2 separate regions of the Mus musculus genome follow, and region 1 is linked to region 2. A link is a contact called in public promoter capture Hi-C data. All regions are on one chromosome and are shown on one strand. The core of a region is the stretch at or near the end of the contact, and the rest is flanking DNA. Distances in the headings are between cores, read along the strand shown. Region 1 overlaps Pde4dip (phosphodiesterase 4D interacting protein (myomegalin)). Region 2 overlaps Pde4dip (phosphodiesterase 4D interacting protein (myomegalin)).

Evidence for each region. Capture Hi-C pulls out chosen DNA fragments and counts their contacts.
Region 1: a contact with region 2 is called in a promoter capture Hi-C map of adipose tissue. The contact joins two enhancer-like sites. A contact is called at or near these places in 1 of 15 datasets of contacts at CTCF or cohesin (CD8 T cells), 6 of 484 Hi-C or Micro-C datasets (B cells, bone marrow-derived macrophages, embryonic stem cells and 2 more), 10 of 115 datasets of contacts at active chromatin or transcription factors (bone marrow-derived macrophages, embryonic stem cells, kidney and 2 more) and 4 of 9 other capture datasets (adipose tissue, embryonic stem cells, liver and 1 more).

Annotation. Positions count from the first base shown.
Region 1 is chr3:97,697,445-97,700,559 of GRCm38.p6, reverse strand. It overlaps Pde4dip (phosphodiesterase 4D interacting protein (myomegalin)), which reads left to right. Exons shown (of 47, transcript NM_001289701.1): 39 at 576-765; 40 at 1,327-1,451. Among named protein-coding and RNA genes, the nearest start is that of Mir7225, 8.4 kb to the right of the region's middle. Within about 2 kb of position 1,344, at least 5 of the 459 cell types and tissues checked have an H3K27ac peak or open chromatin away from gene starts, as enhancers often do. A contact at or near this core is called in adipose tissue, where this site is marked.
Region 2 is chr3:97,822,657-97,825,477 of GRCm38.p6, reverse strand. It overlaps Pde4dip (phosphodiesterase 4D interacting protein (myomegalin)), which reads left to right. Exons shown (of 47, transcript NM_001289701.1): 4 at 1,153-1,263. Among named protein-coding and RNA genes, the nearest start is that of Pde4dip, 65 kb to the left of the region's middle. Within about 2 kb of position 1,292, at least 141 of the 459 cell types and tissues checked have an H3K27ac peak or open chromatin away from gene starts, as enhancers often do. A contact at or near this core is called in adipose tissue, where this site is marked.

The sequences.
Region 1 (3,115 bases), core at 95-2,594, 120 kb after region 2:
TGCTGGAGGATGACTAAGACTGCTGGATGAGGGCAAGGCAGAGAAATTAATCTACCAGTGCATGCTGGGACAGAGGAGGGCAGCCTCACAGATAGGAAATAGTAAGAGTTCCAAATGAACACAGTTATACCCAAGGACTGGCCTTATATAAAGAGTCCCTACAGATCATCTTTAAGAAGTTTTGACCAGAGAGGTATCACATGGCCAGAAAACACCAGCTGTCCACATTTTCAAAAGAATTGAAAAAGAATATGTTCTAAAAACCACAAACAAGAAATCAGTGCTGGTCTTTGATAAGACTGGAGGTGTACAGTTGAATAGCTGCCCACGAACACCTAGAAAACGCTGAGCTTCGGGAACTCGCTGTCTCCTCTAAGAGCTAGGGCAGGTGTTCTTAAATGGAGGGTCAGATACCACAAACACCACTGCCACCCAAGCCCCAGTACGTAGGGTCCACTAAGCCAGACTGCTCGGCCACACGGGACCTTCCTTCCCCTGGCCTCACGTGTGCTTGGGTTTGTCTTTCTCATGGGCTTCAGGCCATGACATAAATACCCCTGTGTCCCGCTCATCAGGACACTCCCAGGAAGTGGATCACCTGCGGGAGGCTCTGCTCTCCTCCAGATCCCAGCTTCAGGAGCTGGAGAAGGAGCTGGAGCAGCAGAAGGCTGAGCGGCAGCAGCTCCTGGAAGACTTGCAGGAGAAGCAGGATGAGATCGTGCAGTTCCGAGAGGAGAGGCTGTCGCTCCAGGAAAACAACTCCAGGTAGGCAGGGCCTTGATATGGAATGGCCCGGCTTCTCAGTGCAGAAGGGATATTGACAAATCAGTAGTTTCCTCCTTTGGGAACTTCAGTTCCTTCTTTACTCTTCTGCCTCACTGGTCACTTGGAGCAAAAGGAAGACTCTATTTGAGACACACACACAAAAAGAGAGAATAGTGTTTTTATAGTATGAAGTAGAGTGATAAAATCCTATTACAGAGGTTTCCATCTGTCAGAGACTGGCAGGAGAGCAGTCCCACCCTTCTCACTAGATGCATGACATCACTCTTGCCATAAACTGCAAGTTGTTATCCCAGTGGAAGCCCTGCATCTTTCTGTCAATGTGGAGAGCACTGTGGGGCAGAGAGGGGCTTGTAGTGTGCTTACACTGCTGCCTGCACACAGAGCTAGTGTTCCAACTTCAGGCTAACTAACTTTACCTGCCCCAGAGTCTGCCAAATGAATGTGATGGCCAGGCCATCCTACCAGGCCAACTGAGGCAAAGGTTGGCTCGAGGCTCATTTCTCCCACTTGGCTCAGTAAACCCTTGCCTCTCCTTGGCAGGCTGCAGCACAAGCTGGCCCTCCTGCAACAACAGTGCGAAGAGAAACAGCAGCTCTCCCTGTCCCTGCAGTCAGAGCTCCAGATCTACGAGTCCCTCTGTGAAAATCCCAAGAAGGCCTTGAAAGGTATGAGCCCCCATTCTCACCAAAGCCCAAGGGTTGACATGAGCAGATCAAGCCTGGGTACCCTTAAGGACAGACTGAAAGATCACTTCACCCACTTAATAAAAAAAAGCAACTTAATCAGGAGCAAGATTATAGCATGGTTTATATAAAGAAATACCCTAGGGCTGTCACCATCTGAAAGGATCCTTACCTGTGCTGAAGGACAGACCATGACAGCCCATACCATCAGCATCTATCCCGCCTCCCTTCCCCAAGTGGAGAAACCGACTCAAAACCAAAAGAAAGGAGAGGTAAGAAGTCAGGGCAGTGGGAAGGGAGGCTGCTGCCACATAGAAAGCCTAAAATTCAAGACCAGAGTTTACTTTCCAGGAAGACGGCTCCAGAGTTTTAAGATGCTGAGTCTATGGAACATACTAGAGTCAGGACTTAGGAGACCTCCAGTCTGGGAAGAATTTTGGATAAATGTAGCAGTGTTTTTAGATCAAGAGACAAGGTCCTACTGTGGAGATAAAGGACAGCAATAGCCATGCTAATTCAGAAGGGGGATAGCAAATAAGGCCCCAGCCCTGGGCAGAGGACCACAGGCCCTAGGGAAGAGTGCATCACCTGGTTATCCACCATCAAATGCTCAGCCCAGAAAACACAGGAGTGACATTATAGGGACTGAGCAGGTGTGTGTGTGTGTGTGTGTGTGTGTGTGTGTGTGAAACAATTAGGCCATGAGCTGGAAGGGGGTGGTTATATGGTTGAAAGGGAAGGGTGAAATGATATAATTTCAAAAAAATTTAAAATTGTGATAAGAGATATGGTACAACTGGAAGATAAGGGCAATGAATGCTGGGAATATTTTTTTCAAAAAACAGTCAAAAGTTAGTGAGAACTTGGAATGAGAGGAAGAGAAAACACACTAGAACCTTCATCCATGAAGCTGCTTCATCATGACCACCCTTCCCCTGCACCACACACACACACACACACACACACACACACACACACACACACACACACACTGGGTTTGTGTATCCTTTTCATGCTGTGTTCTGTTAGTGCATGGGCCTTCCTGAGTTCATTTCAAACCAATTACTACTAATTCTTCATTTGAATTCCAAAATCCAGCAAGGTAGCTAAAGCTGCAGGCTTTTCCTGTACTCATTTGATGACAAAGCATTCCTGAAGAGGTGGGAGGACAGCCAGTCTCTGTCTGCTTAGACTGTCCACGTAGCCGGTGACAAAAATAATTATGTGTTGGGCTAAGGCCTGAGGGCTGAGGGCAGCTGCGCCCTGCAGGTAGTTGGAGGTATAGATAAAGTCTTGGTAAAATCCAAAACTAATTCTGCCCTTCAAAATATAAGTGGCTCTCAGGTTGGACTGTTGATTAGATCTTTTTATCCTTCCATATCAAATGCGTGTGGTAAGTGGTGAAGAGAAATTGAAACTTCACTTAGGAATGTTGAGCCCAGGTCTAAGACCTGACTGACTTCCCGTGTTTTGTCCCCAGAAGCCCCACGTGTTCGGATTATCCTCCCTGCATATGGAATCCGTCAGTTGTCCTCCCTCGACCTTCACTCCTTTTTCGTTCAGTGCTGACCTGCTTTCTAGCCTGCAGTACAAAGTTTAACAGGGAGATGACGCAGTAGGCATATTCTCACCTGCCAGTCCAAACG
Region 2 (2,821 bases), core at 43-2,542:
ACTCAAGGATCTTAACTTGCTTTATGAGCAGGATCTGGTGATGATGGCCCAGCTCCATTAGGCAGGTGCAGGAGTTAGGAACCAGTGAGCGGCTGAAATCTTTGGCCTCCCAGATGGGGGTCGGGGGTGTTGCTGTCTCACACCGCCCCCCCCACCCAGCACTCCCACACTCCTTCCCCAGAGGGAGGACCCCTTGGGCTTCCCTCTCTTTGTTCACTGAAAAACAGTTTGTAGACGTCCCCCTCGGCTAAGATCCACCCTTTCTTTGCGGGTATGTGATATGTACGGGGAGCAGAGAGCACGGGAATAAAGACTGAAAACCTACAGCCCCGGGACTGAAAATGGCCAGGGAGAAAGACTGAAGACTCTGGCCTGGCGGGGCTGAGCTCTGGATCACTAAGGGAATTGGATGCCTCTCTGGTCGGTAGCACCTTAAGATTTACACCTGATTGACAGAGGCTGCTTGGCTCTGGTCACTTGTCTGTGGGCCATTTCGTGGACATGTACTCTTTCCACAGTTTCAGTCTGCACCCTGCATCTCCTCCCTCCCCACAGGCCACTGCCCTTCCAGTTCCCTCTTGCCTTTGCAACCCCAGTACCACCTTATCCACCCTCTTCCCGTTTCTGGGAAGGTTTTGAGGGGAGCTGCCAGGCCCTCTCTTTCCAAACAGTTGTTAACTGCCCCCTGGGGCTTGAGGCTGGGGGGGGGGTCGGGAGGAGGAAAAGGAGAGAGAGAGAGAGAGAGAGAGAGAGAGAGAGAGAGAGAGAGAGAGAGAGAGAGAGAGGCGGGGTAGGGGGGGGCGTAGTTTACAGCCCTGTCCTGACTTGGAGTCGGGTTACTGCCACTTGTGTCTGAGTTCACACAGCATGTTCCTCCGTCAGGGATTCCGCAAATATCTCCCCGAGGTAAAAAAAGAAAGTGCGTTGCGCTCCAGCACCCAGAGTCCAGAGCCCAGTCCCAGGTCCTGGAGCGCACTAACAGCGGCCATGTCGCCTTAGCCTCCGGGGTCCCACAACCTCAGCAGCATCCTAGCCTGCCCGCTCCATGCCGCGGCCAGGCTGCATTGTGTTCCTGGGGTGAAGGGGGCGATCGGGCATGCTCCTCCCCATGGGTCGCCCACCATGTCTAATGGATATCGCACTCTGTCCCAGCACCTCAATGACTTGAAGAAGGAGAACTTCAGCCTCAAGCTGCGCATCTACTTCCTGGAGGAGCGCATGCAACAGAAGTATGAAGTCAGCCGGGAGGATGTCTACAAGCGGGTGAGTGAGTCCAGCGCGCCTGGGACTGTTTGCCCGCGAGGGACAGGGCTTTGAATCTGGGTATTTCCCTGTGACCTCAGACAGGCCCATCCCCTCTCTGGGGCCGGCTTTCTTCCTCTTTTCAGTGATGCAGGAGGGGGCCACGCAAAGCCAGAGGCTCCAAACCCTGTTGCAACACACCTGAGCTAAGGTGTAGATCCTGTGTTTACCCCAGACTCTCACCTTTAAGGGCTGGGTGGGGAAGCCCAGAAATTTGCATGTTAAAATGAGCCTGGGGAAAGTGACTCAGGCCACCCATTCTCCTAAAGTCCTCTTCCAGCTCTGGGGCTTCGGAGGAAGTAAGGTCACGGTGTGGAGAAGCCACCAAGGAGATTTTTTTTCCTGAGAAATTCATGTTTTCATTTGAAGGTGGTCAGGCAAGATCCACGTTTGAAACAGAGTCTTAGACATTTTAGTCCTAGGATCTGTTTTCGGTAGAATGGAAAAAAGGGGTACCCATGGAACGGTGGAGGGAGGGAGGAGGGAGGAGGGAGCTCCTGTTAGGGAGGGCTGTCTTGATTGATGTGAGCCTGTTGGCAGAGCTGAGGGTGAGATGAGACTGCATGTTGGGAAGGGGACTTGGAGTCCTGATGGGTAACAAGGATTAAGTTTCTTGGCGGGTCACTACACTGATTTCCTCAAGCCTTTTGGGGTCTAAGCAAGAGGTCTGAAGTATGCGTGTGTCTAGTGTTGGTTGCCTCCGATTTTATTTCAGCTCCCAATAAATACCCACCTGTCTACACCAGAATGCTGCATGATCATTACCTTGATCTGTCTGAGAGGCTGGAGAGATTTAAGAGCCATTAGCATTCGGATCTGAAAAACAGCTGGGCTCTGTGAGACCGCACATGATTATCTGGCCAATTCAGTTAATATGGACTGCTGAATCTGAGAGGGGCGGTGGTGATATCCAAGTGACGTCTATGGTTATGATGTTCATTTAGTATGGACTGGTTGATTCTGGGGGTTTTAGTCTCTTTCCTTTTTTTCAGAATGTCCGGGTTCCCTTCTTACTCTCCCGGAGACCCCCTCCAACCTCCACGCCATCTTGTCCCTGGCTGTGTAGTGAATGTGTCTCCTTGGAAGCTACAAGAGATTCAGGGGACTTGATAGCTTGATAATGCAGATGGGGAAGGATGCATGGCTGTGCGGTCCTCGTGGTAGGAAGAGCGAACAGATTTCTTCACTGTATAGCAGGAGGAAGTCTTTCCGTGAACTGTTCCCAAACCTAGGCAGAAGGGGCAACTTCTAGATCCCTGGAGGGAAAGGACTGGTTTTCCCCAGTCAGGTGACAGGCTTGAATCATCTAGCCTCGTTCTCTGCTCTGTACAGGCTAAGGAGAAATGATTCTTCAGGAATCCTCTGGGTGGGATGAAAGAGGGTACCATCTGTCTTCTGGAAAAGCATGATTGACTAGATTATGATGGCTGCCACAGGGTATGGGCAGGGAGTCACAACACAAAGTCACTGATAGTGAGGACAATCCTCTCGCTGAATCCATCTTGCTGGTGGATCCCAT